Linked DNA regions of Zea mays: region 2 is linked to region 1. The links are chromatin contacts, called in public Hi-C maps. All regions are on one chromosome and are shown on one strand. Each heading gives the region's core, a stretch centred on a gene start, on an enhancer-like site or on the middle of the called end of the contact. The rest is flanking DNA. Distances are from core to core; before and after follow the strand shown. Region 1 has its middle 48 kb from the start of LOC103641120. Region 2 has its middle 63 kb from the start of LOC100240697.

Region 1 (5,824 bases), core at 2,434-4,933:
TCGCGCGCACCCACCGGAACGAAATGCAACCGAGAAAGGCTGGTCCCCTTGCAAAAAAGTGCGACAAAAGCCTCCAAGCGAGTGCTAACACTCCCTTCGAGGCTCGGGGGCTACTGTCGGGGACCATAATTAGGGGTACCCTCAAGACGCCTAATTCTCAGCTGGTAACCCCCATCAGCATAAAGCTGCAAAGGCCTGATGGGCACGATTAAGTCAGGGATCAGTCCACACGAGTGACTCGATCACGCTTCACCCGAGCCTAGCCTCGGCCGAAGGCAGCCGACCTCGAGAGACTTCCGTCTCGCCCGAGGCCCCCTTTTTATGGCGGACACATCACCGGCTTGCCCAAGGCCTTGGCTTCGCTCAGAAGCAACCTTGACTAAATCACCACACCGACTGACCAAATTGCAGGGGCATTTAACGCAAAGGTGGCCTGACACCTCTATCCTAACACGCGCCCCCGGCAGAGCCGAGGTGACCGCCGTCACTCCACCGCTCCACTGGCCAGTCTGACAGAAGGACAGCGCCGCCTGCGCCACTCCGACTGCAGTGCCACTCGACAGAGTGAGTCTGACAGGCAATTAGGCCTTGCCAAAGGCGCCACGGCGAACTCCGCTCCGCCCGACCCCAGGGCTCGGACTCGGGCTAAGACCCGGAAGACGGCGAACTCCGCTCCGCCCGACCCCAGGGCTCGGACTCGGGCTAAGACCCGGAAGACGGCGAACTCCGCTCCGCCCGACCCCAGGGCTCGGACTCGGGCTAAGACCCGGAAGACGGCGAACTCCGCTCCACCCGACCCCAGGGCTCGGACTCGGGCTAAGACCCGGAAGACGGCGAACTCCGCTCCGCCCGACCCCAGGGCTCGGACTCGGGCTAAGACCCGGAAGATGGCGAACTCCGCTCCGCCCGACCCCAGGGCTCGGACTCAGGCTAAGACCCGGAAGACGACGAAACTCCGCCTCGCCCGACCCCAGGGCTCGGACTCCGCCCTGGCCTCGGCCGGACGACTTCCGCCTCGCCCGACCCCCTGGCTCGGGCTCGGCCACGGCAACTGAAGGCAAGACTCAACCTCGGCTTCGGAGGAAACCCCACGTCGCCCTGCCTAGAGCACAGACCGCCACGTCAACAGGAAACGTCATCATCACCCTACCCCGAATCGACTCGGGTCACGGAGAACAAGACCGGCGTCTCGTCCGGCCAGCTCCGCCAGAGGGGCAATGATGGCGCTCCACGAGCTCTATGACGACGGCGACCCCCAGCTCTCTTACGGCAGCAGGACAACGTCAGCAGGGACTCGACCGCTCCAACAGCTGTCCCTCCATCAGGCTCCGCCGCACCACCGATAGCCACGACATCACGCCAGCAGGATGCCCAGATCTCTCCGGCTGCCACATCGGCATGTACCTAGGGCACTAGCTCTCCCTCCGCTAGACACGTAGCACTCTGCTACATCCCCATTGTACACCTGGGTCCTCTCCTTACGACTATAAAAGGAAGGACCAGGGCCTTCTCAGAGAGGGTTGGCCGCGCGGGACCGAGGACGGGACAGGCGCTCTCTTGGGGCCGCTCGCTTCCCTCACCCGCGTGGACGCTTGTAACCCCCCTACTGCAAGCGCACCTGACCTGGGCGCGGGACGAACACGAAGGCCGCGGGACTTCCACCTCTCTCACGCTCGGCTCCGGCCGCCTCGCCTCTCCCCCCTCCGCGCTCGCCCACGCGCTCGACCCATCTGGGCTGGGGCACGCAGCACACTCACTCGTCGGCTTAGGGACCCCCCTGTCTCGAAACGCCGACAATGCTGTTGTTGGACTAAGTCTTAATAGATAGAAAAAATACGTAGTGCAAAACGTCTACTCGGTGGAGCCATTGAAATCTTTTAAAAAAATTACTTAGATATTTTATTTATAAATGAAACTTTGCACATCCATCATAGGCAGATATATATTATTGTAAATTTGATATTCAAACAACTACCAATTTTAGATGCATATACACCAGAGCAAACAAGTTTCTAAAAGCCTTCCAATGTATGTACACCTAAAATTTATTTTCATATGAACTCTTCTAGATTGAGTTTGATGAATCTCAATTTTTTTTTTTTTTGCAAATGTTCATATCCATCAATTTCTGATGCTTGTCTACTATAAGATAATTTCTAGTGCACATGAACCCAAAAGTATAATTTTCATAAAAAATAAATCATATTTGAATCCGAGCCATTAAAAATGTAACAAAGTACATCTAAGATTTCACTACTACAGAAATGGACTTTGACAGTAACATTAGTTTTAGTTAAATTAGAATCGGTATTAAAGTAAGCTTTGGTACCGATTGATAACAGATATGGTTTCAAGCAAGGTTTAGAAATTAGAATCGACCTGTATTAAAAACCAGTACGAGTTTACTTTAGTACTGGTCGGTAACACCCAAACAACATTAAACCTTTAGTATCGATTGAAGTTGATAACCTCTACTAAATAATATTACCTTCGTTCTCGATAAAGATAAATAAAAAGAACGGAGGAAGCCGGTACTAAAAGTTCTTATAAAATTAAAATAAAGCAAAGCATCTGTTTTTAGTCCAAAACTAACTCTATAGTCGAGTGGTAAAGATAACGTGTAAAGCCAAGTCTTCACTTCGAATCCTAGCATGCCACACACAAATATTTCACATGTATGTCTTAGACTATTTATTTTATGCTTTGGCATCCTTTAGTTCTAGGACTAAAAAGGTGTTTGGTTTCTAGGAACTAATTTTTAGTTCTTCTATTTTATTTTATTTTTCCTAAATTGATAAATACAAAAACTAAAATAGAATTATATTTCTCTAGTCTCTAAAAACTAAAAATTAGTCCCTAAAAATCAAATACCACTTAGTCTCGATTGATAGTAGGTAGCCGATTTCAAACCGATGTCATAGACTATTTCTATGGTAGTGTTCATTATGTTCTTTTCATTTCCTCTATGGACGGTTGGTTTTCTCTGGTTATATATACTTCCCATATAAATAAATTATTTTTCCCAGTACGATTGATCTCCTTTTTAGGGCTTGTTCGTTTTGGTGATAATACACATGTATTGGGTGGGATTGAGCCGGTTTAAATCCATAACAAGTCAAAATCCATCACAATCCCACCCAATACACTCCAATACACATGTAATATCAATAACCGAACAAGGCCTTAGGCTATATGACTAGTAGTTCATATATATAGTCGTATTACAGACAATATTGTTTATATGTGGAATTTAAAATAAAAGATGTGGTTGAGTAAACTGCTGGAGATAGCCTTAGCTATCATCTTTCCACTAGGGATGAAAATCCTACTCGCTGAGTAACGGTAACCGGTAAAATTTTGGTACTCACCGAGAAACGGTTTTTATTATATTTCAATTTAACGTTTGAAAACATAAAAAAATATTTTTTTGTCAATAAATCGGTTTTCGAAAATTAGAAAACGAAATTGTAACCCCTGCTCTCCACATGGCTGCTATATTTATTGATCTTCGCAGGACTCGCGGCGTCTTCATGACTTCGCCTTCCGCCTGGAACGAAAATGAAATGTATGGTAGTGTAGCATCGTCCCGCCCCGTTTGGTTTGCCCCTGCTAAAGTTTAGCCAGCAATAGTCCGGCAGACCCAATGCCTGCTGTCTGCTGGCTGCTGGCAACTAACAGGCACAGGAATCCCACGAGCGCACCGCTGGCTGTGAAAGTGACCAGCTTTGTAGCTATGCACGTGGATCACATGCTACTATGCATGTAGCTAGTTTTACAAAGAGGTCGACTAGCAGCAAATAATAAACTGCGTGTGTGTGGATGTTAGCGCGGACACGACATGGTCACATATCGTGTGATTGATACATGTGTCTATAAAGGCGGGCTCGCTTGAGTCTGAACTAGCGGATACATAACTTTCTCCCGTATCCACGCATGTAGCCGCAAATACGCGAGTTACATCTGTGCATACAGTACAGGCCGAACCAACTCCATACGGGTAACCGAACACACGCACAGAGCTAGTCAACGAAGCGACGAACCATGCTACAGAGGTACATGTTGGTAGCCTTCGTCTTCCAAAGGTCCTAAAAACACGGACTAACCATTAGTCATCAGCATATTTGTGAAGCATTGCAGGAGTTTCAGAATCAGACCACATTCAGTGTAAAATGATGGAAGAGTAACGAATGTAGCTTCGTCATAATAACAATGGGAAGATGGTGTAATGAGAAGGTGTCATCATGAAAACTGAAGATAGAAGACAATGTTATCCCCGTACCATTTGTAAACCTTGTGTGTAATTCTTAAGGACATATGTGTAATTTCATATGAAGTTGTACTATTCTCTATAAATAGATGAACAGTGCCCTGCATAAATAAGTACATTTTGGTGGACTAGACAATTGTTGTGTAATTCTCTCTTCACAACACCTTGATTCTAATTCTCTCTGAAGAACCGAAGGTACAATTGTAAAGTTAATTTATAAAAGGGGAACATGTTATTGATATATCTCAATTGAGCTATCATATTTAAACTCTTTTATATTCCTTGTATATTCATTTATTCACCTAACATCTAACCTTCGTCTCCGAAGGAATTATCCTGAAAGGATAATTTTGGTCACTCGTTCTTGATTACTATACACAATAAAAAATAAGGCAACACAATATTAAAAAGACAGATAACCTTCGTCATGAAGGAGTTGTCCCTTCAGGGTAACACCTTCGGCGACAAAGGTTAAATGTTAGGTGAATAAATGAACGTATAATGAATATGAAAGAGTTTGAATATGATAATTCAATTATCCTATCTTCATAATATATTCCTCCTTTCGTAAATTAACTTTACAATTATACCTTCGGCACTGTAGAAAGAATTACAATGATGACGTAGAGAGAGAATTACACAGCAACTGTACAGTCCATCAAAAGGTACTTTATGCAGGATATTGTTCATCTATTTATAGGGAGTCATACAACTTCGTACGATATTACATTTATTACCTCAGAGATTAACATTGTCTTTTGTCCTCAGTGACTTTGATAACACCTTCTCCATGTATCATATTACCGTGTTGTTATGACGAAGCTACCTTTGTTACGCTTCCACCGTTCCGCGTCGAAGCTATTCTGGTTCTGAAGCTCCTGTAATACTTGGCAATATGCTGATAACAGATGGTTAGTCATGTTTTTGACGACCTTCAGAAGACGAAGCCCCCAACAGTAGCCCCTCACAGTATTAGTTTGTTTCTATGTAACAAATTCAGACTGTGAAATGAACGAAGGCCTTATGCGAAGATCCAAAAAAACATCTTCCCTTCAATAGAATAGCGAAACCTTCTGAATCGTGGGGGGCACTTTGCAGTGGTGCTCTGCATATATATATATATATATATATATATATATATATATATATATATATATATGAGGGTTGTGATGAAATTGTTTTCGTGCTATCAACTTTCTGCTAGCTTGTTCTTAGGTAGTGTTTGGTTGAAGAGCCAAGTAGAACGGAACCGTTCTGTCCCAGTTTTGTTGTTGTTTGGTTACAAAGTAACTAGAACGGAATGGCTCCAGTTAGGGAATATTCTCCTCAGATCCAGAACCATTCCGCTCCAAAAAATCAATGGGACAGAGCCGCTCCGTTCCAATCCCGTTCTCACAGTCACGCTCCGTTCCGTTCACTCTGCAACCAAACAAAAAACAGAACCGCTCCATTCCAGATTACCAAACACAGAACAGAGCGGCTCCGTTCCTAGAATCAGGGATGGAACGGCTCCGTTCTAGTTGGCTCCTCAACCAAACACTACCTTAGTTTACTGCC
Region 2 (5,866 bases), core at 2,303-4,802, 100 kb before region 1:
AGGGAGTTGGGCCGAAAAGGAGGGGAGCGGCCCAGCTAGGGTTAGAATGTTTTCTCTATTTATTTTCTAATTTTCTTTCTTTTCCTTTTAATTTCTAAAATTCAATTTGAATTCAATTTTAATTGTGAACTCTTGCTCATTTTAAATGTACAACTTGAAGCCAATAATATGGAAGGTCTAACTATTTTTATATTCATTTTCTTTATCTTTGCTTGGTACTCTTCTTTCTTTTCTCCACATTTTAATTTCCAAATTTAGGTTTAAATCCAAATTTTTGGACATTATTGGATTTCTATTAATATCTTCAGGAGTGAATGCACAAACAAATAAAATCCAGCATGATGCATATATTCTTTCTGAGTGTCTTTTGTCACCTATTTATTTGTTTAATTGTGGTGTTCACATGAAATGATAAACATAGATAATACATATAGATACAAAGTAATATAATTTCTTTTTTTAGACTTTTCTTACAAAGTGGGTATTACACCCGGGCCCTCGGCGGCGGCCGTTGCTGATGGTGCGCGACGGGAGCTGGAGCTGGAGGGGTAGCAGCCGGATCCACCGGGCGCGTCTTCTGCATGATGGCATTCCACGTGGCGTCCAGGTCGTCGTCGTCGTCGCCGTCCACGGCCTGCGACGGCGGCAGCGAGTGTTCCCGCTCCAGGAGGACAGCGCGCTCCTGCGGCGCCAGCGCCAGGCTACGCCGCACCACGTCCGGGGAAGGCGAGGAGGCGTCCTCGTCGGACTCGGTGGTGACGCAGGAGCCACCGCCGGAGTCCGGGGAGGGGGAGGAGAACTCAGCCTGCAGGGGCTGGCCGTACTGCTCCTCCTTGGCCCTGTCCGGGGAGGGGCGAGGACTATCGGCGTTGGGGCGGACGCATCGGGAGTGGGGGTGGGCGCGGCGGGGGTTGTGGGCGCGGAGGGGAACTGACTCGGAGAAGTGGAGGCCGTGGTGATGGATGCCGCGGGAGTGGAGCTGACTGAGCGATTGGGCCTTAGCGGTATACAATTGAATTGATAGATGGGCCTCATATCGGTCAGCCAAATAAATTCGACGCATGTTCTCTACCGCGGCGCAAATAAATGGTACCACATCGGCCAGCAAAAGAGTGCGGTAGCAACTTATAAACGTGCCTGCTACAGAGAAAACAGTCAGCTTGTGTAATCAGTTAGTGGTATTAATAAACGTCCCTGCTACAATCGAATTTTTGCGCGCGCGGATGGACGATCCAGATTGAACAACAGCGATGCGGATGGACGATCCAGATTGAACAACAGCGATGAACGATCCAGATTGAACGAAGGCAGAACGGCATGCTACCCTTAGAGCCTTAGGTAGTGTTTGGATGGATGGATGAGAAAGGATGAAGAGGGATGTGGTGAGATTATTCTAACTTGACCCATGTTTGGTTTGGAGGTCCAGAGTCAGGGATGGGGTCAATCCAGGGTTGATCCTGTCCCATCCCTCATTGACACCGAACCAAACAGGCTAGTGGCGCTAAAGGCCGTGACGAAGTCCTCGAGCACACCATGCCTAACAGCTTCTAGCTCCACCGTACGGTCTTGAGCTCGCCAATTGTTTGATTGCGATATCCATTTTATTCATTTCTTTGTGTCGATTGCTTGTTCTCGACGATTTTGCATTTGAACAGATTTTGCTAGGCTAGCTTGGGTTCCGTTTGGGTACGAGTAGGAGTGTAGGAGATGCATGGGCAGACATATCTAGGTGCATTAGGTTTCATCAACACATGCATCTTCGGTTTAGTTGTGGGTTTGTGGTTTCAGCTGCCGCTTAATATTTACATTTCGGTCTTATTATAAAATTAGTGGAAGCCCTAGTAGAGTAAATTTGTGGAAGCACATTGTTTGATTAATTGATTTGAAGTATCAACGTATTGATGAATTGATGATTTAAATTTGAATTGAAGTATTGATTAGTATATAGTTGACTATAATGTTACTTGTTCTTTTGAAATTATTAGTATATAATTGATTTTAGACCTTAAGTAAACATTATAAGTTTATAACTGTGCCCGGGCTTTGATTTTGAGCTGACTCCGCTGCTGCCTGCAATCAACACCGCCCGCCCGGCTGTGGACAATGGGAGGTAGCTCTGTCCGGCCAGGGCAAGGCTGTGGACAAGTGGAGGTGGATGCAACCGGTCAAAGAACACTAGGACAGGCAGCTATGGCTTGGCCATGAGTCATGACTGACTGTGTCTGCTATTGTTCTAGTGGCTATGAGGATTCTGTAGCAGGCCAGGCCATCCCTCTTGGGTGTTCGTGCTTCCATCGAGACGTGTGACTGTCATATAGGGGGAGCAGGTGTGCGCTAATGTCAAGGAGTGTAGGCTTGCGACAACGGTTCTGAGGGCAGATACGTTCTAGCCTCCAGGTTGGGTGTAAGTGGATTGAATACACACGGATCTGAATTAGAATATCATAATTTATCATATTTTAATCAAATACAAATACGGATCCAAATATCCTTGGATGCGAATATAAAATAGATAGTTAGAATCTATATTCGTATTAGGATATTTACTCAATTCAACTCAAACTATATATCTTACAATTTAATTGAGGTGGATTTAATTTAAGTACAAGTATAGGGATAGTCAAAGTGAACTTAAATCAAAGTAGATTCCCCATGATCCCCATAATGAAATCAACTAAAATTGTATGAATAATATTTTGAAACTACCAAATCAAAGTAATGACGTTTCAGAAGCCAAATCAAAGTACTCACATTTGTACATATACAAGTAAAATAAAATTGATATAAAATAGTAAATGTGGCATGATAAATAAATATGCCATTTCAAAATGAATGAATATCCTATATGAACGTGCGTACCAAAATTTAAATGAAAATAATGAATAAATTTATCTATATAGTCTAAAGTGAAGAGTTGTAGTTGAATATTTATGAAACTTAATTGAGATATGTTGTACTTGTTAGCACTTTGACAAAAAAACAGTTGCAAAATCTTCTAAAACTTTTGTGCCATATTTTTATCATAATGATATGTGTCCATGTTAAATTTTGGAGTTTTTTTAATCACATTTACATATTCTTTTAAAATTTCTATAAACATGTACGCAATAACTAATTTAATTGATATACAATTGTAAACATGCCAAAAAAATAAATTTGCTATTCCAAAATAAATAAATACCTATATGAATGTGTGTAACAACGTTTAAATGAAAATAATAAAGAAATTTATCTATATGGTGTAAATTGGAGAGTTATAATTGAATGTTTATAAAACTTAGTTGACACGTGTTCTATTTATGAACACTTTGACACAAACAGTTGCAAAAAAACTTCTAAAACTTGTGTATCATGCTTACACCGTAAATGCAAAAAACCATATGCCCTAGAGTGCAGCGGCGAGCTGGGCTGAGCCCTAGCAGACTTACGCCGTTGCGCTAGAGAGGTGGAGAAGAGGCTTCGGCCCAAGTGGAAAGACAGAGAAAGCGAGCTAGGTTTCTGTCCATCTAGGATATGCGGGTAGAGGGGTGGGAGGACGGAAGTTGGCCTGTGCCCTGTGGGGGCGAGAGAGAAACTAGGCCTGGCGTCGCGACCCGCGAGGGAGAGCTGATGGGCTGAGGGATCTTGAAGGAGCCTGACGGAAAATGGAGAGGGAGGAACGAAGTGAGGCCTATTCGGCTAGGAGGCAAGATGGGTTATATTTCTCTTCCCTTCAGGTATTCCAATGTAACTTTTGAGAGGAGATTTTAACCTAAAAACAATCAAATTTAATAGGCTAAACTCCCATAAAAAAATCAACTCAAGTTACTCTCACTCATGCACCGTGAATGCACAGTTTTTCTTGTGAACCTTTTTCGATGGAGGTGAGTAGGAGTTTAGATTTCAGGTTTTAAAGTTAAATGACAACATGTTTGAAAAAAGTTACAGGGTTAAATTTCAGCAGAGCTTGAATTCATTTTTTTTGAAAGCATTTGATTTCTTTCAAATCATCCTTGTCATGGTGTTGACTTGGTCAAAATTGTACAAAGAAATTGTAGTTGTAATTGAAGTTGTGATTTTAAAAATGGGTTGAGAAGGAAAACCATTTGATTTAGATTTGATCTACCGACCACATATATTTTTTGAAAAAATCTTATTTTTTTAGCTATACAAACACTTCGATTGTTATTGGTTTGTTTGGATACGGATTTTCTCCTTGGAATTTACTTGGATTATTCATATTGATTTACATGCTAAATTAAACCACTATTGCCACCTCTTCCTACAGTGCTCCTTATCCATGGTGGCGGTTTCTTGGCCCTTAATAATTTTAATTAAATATGAATAAAAATATAACCCGATTCTAAAAAGATCCCATATTTAAATTTAGAGCACATTACTCACTTCTATATATATAAAAAGGATCTGTGAAGTAGTAGTACAGTAATAAAGTGGTGGATGCATAATTTAAAAACAAACTTGTTCTCATGCTAAAACAATTACTCCAACGCGCGTGTCTACGCGAATGCATTAGTGTAAAATATGAACCTTCGTTTTTTTTTTCTTGTTTGGACTCCCCAAGGGACACGTAGATATGCAGGTCGTCTTACACGAGTCAAGTACGACTTCTATCGTTTTTTTCCCTTTGGGTTCCTGTAGGGACACGTAGACGCAGATGCGCGCATGTCTTCCGATTCCGCATGGTAACGATCGTGACTAATGCACCTGGGGATTCCTGTTTGTTGCTGACGTCAACTTTGCTTTCTTTATTAAACATGTAATACTGGAGAGGAGGTAGGAGTAGTAGAGAAGCCCAATTAGAACAACTCTAAGATACCAGCCAGATCGTTTTATAATAATAAATTTGGCTACTTTTAAAAGAAACACGTAGACTTTATAAATAACTCTTCAAATATCTTAGCTCTCTATTTTTACACATCCACTCTCTATTTAATAGTATGCTTCACTTGTGTTCTGAATTTATCTAGTCCGTTGCACTAGTCTATCAATATAGAGTAGCTAAATCAGTAAATATAATTATTTTTTGATTAATCTGTTGAATTTGCTCTTAAAATGATTACCTTTCATAGTTTTTTGTGAGGCGGCCGCTAATATAATCCTACCTCATGCGCAGAAGGTTTTGGTGTTCCCGACTTTTTTTTGTTTCCACAGGCGCACGTTGTATGTCACGCACACGAGCAGTTTTGAATTTCTTTCCCATCTCTGGCGGTTTCCTGTTCCAGACTTTTTTTTCAAACAAGGCGCACGTGGATATCACATACACGGGCGATTTCTGAGCTTTTTCTCGTGAGCTCGTGTTTCCGATTCGTTTCTAGTTTTCTTTTCCGGGTTTTTTTTTCGCGCGGCACCAGCGCACGTCATGCATGTTGACAACGAAATCTCGGGTATTAGAGATCAAAGATCAGAACAATTACCGTTGACTATCAGCCCAGTTTAAACAAATATGCTCTCTCAACGCAACGCGTGACACACTTATAGACTGAGGGCTAGTTTGGTTCGCTGGCTAACTTGCCACATTTTGCTTAACTTTTCTGCCTAAAATTAGTTTTTAATTTCGAACGACTAAACTTAGACAAAGTGTGACGCAGTTAACCACAAACCAAACATGCCCTTAGGGGCCGTTCGGTTACTACGGAATGGAGGCCTGGAATAATTTCTATCTGAATTGTTTCTCTAATTTATATAAGTTTTGATTAGCTGGAATAAATCCTGGTGTAATCCTGTGTAAACGAACGGGGCCTTAATGTTTCCAAAGTAGCCCTGACAGTGATAAAAGTTCCACCACCTATTTAATATTAGAACACATCACCGTTTGATTAAACGACTCAAGCACAGTGCGTGCATAGTGATGAACAAGACATCATCA

Evidence for each region. A called contact is a pair of places that touch in the nucleus more often than the background predicts.
Region 2: a Hi-C map of ear shows a contact between it and region 1, with 2.9 times the contacts expected there. The contact joins two enhancer-like sites. A contact is called at or near these places in 4 of 25 Hi-C or Micro-C datasets (ear, endosperm, leaf and 1 more).

The regions. Positions count from the first base shown.
Region 1 is chr10:60,728,705-60,734,528 of Zm-B73-REFERENCE-NAM-5.0, reverse strand. No RefSeq gene overlaps it. Among protein-coding and RNA genes, the nearest start is that of LOC103641120, 48 kb to the right of the region's middle. Within about 2 kb of position 3,683, at least 9 of the 20 cell types and tissues checked have an H3K27ac peak or open chromatin away from gene starts, as enhancers often do. A contact at or near this core is called in ear, leaf and tassel, where this site is marked.
Region 2 is chr10:60,830,062-60,835,927 of Zm-B73-REFERENCE-NAM-5.0, reverse strand. No RefSeq gene overlaps it. Among protein-coding and RNA genes, the nearest start is that of LOC100240697, 63 kb to the left of the region's middle. Within about 2 kb of position 3,552, at least 17 of the 20 cell types and tissues checked have an H3K27ac peak or open chromatin away from gene starts, as enhancers often do. A contact at or near this core is called in ear, leaf and tassel, where this site is marked.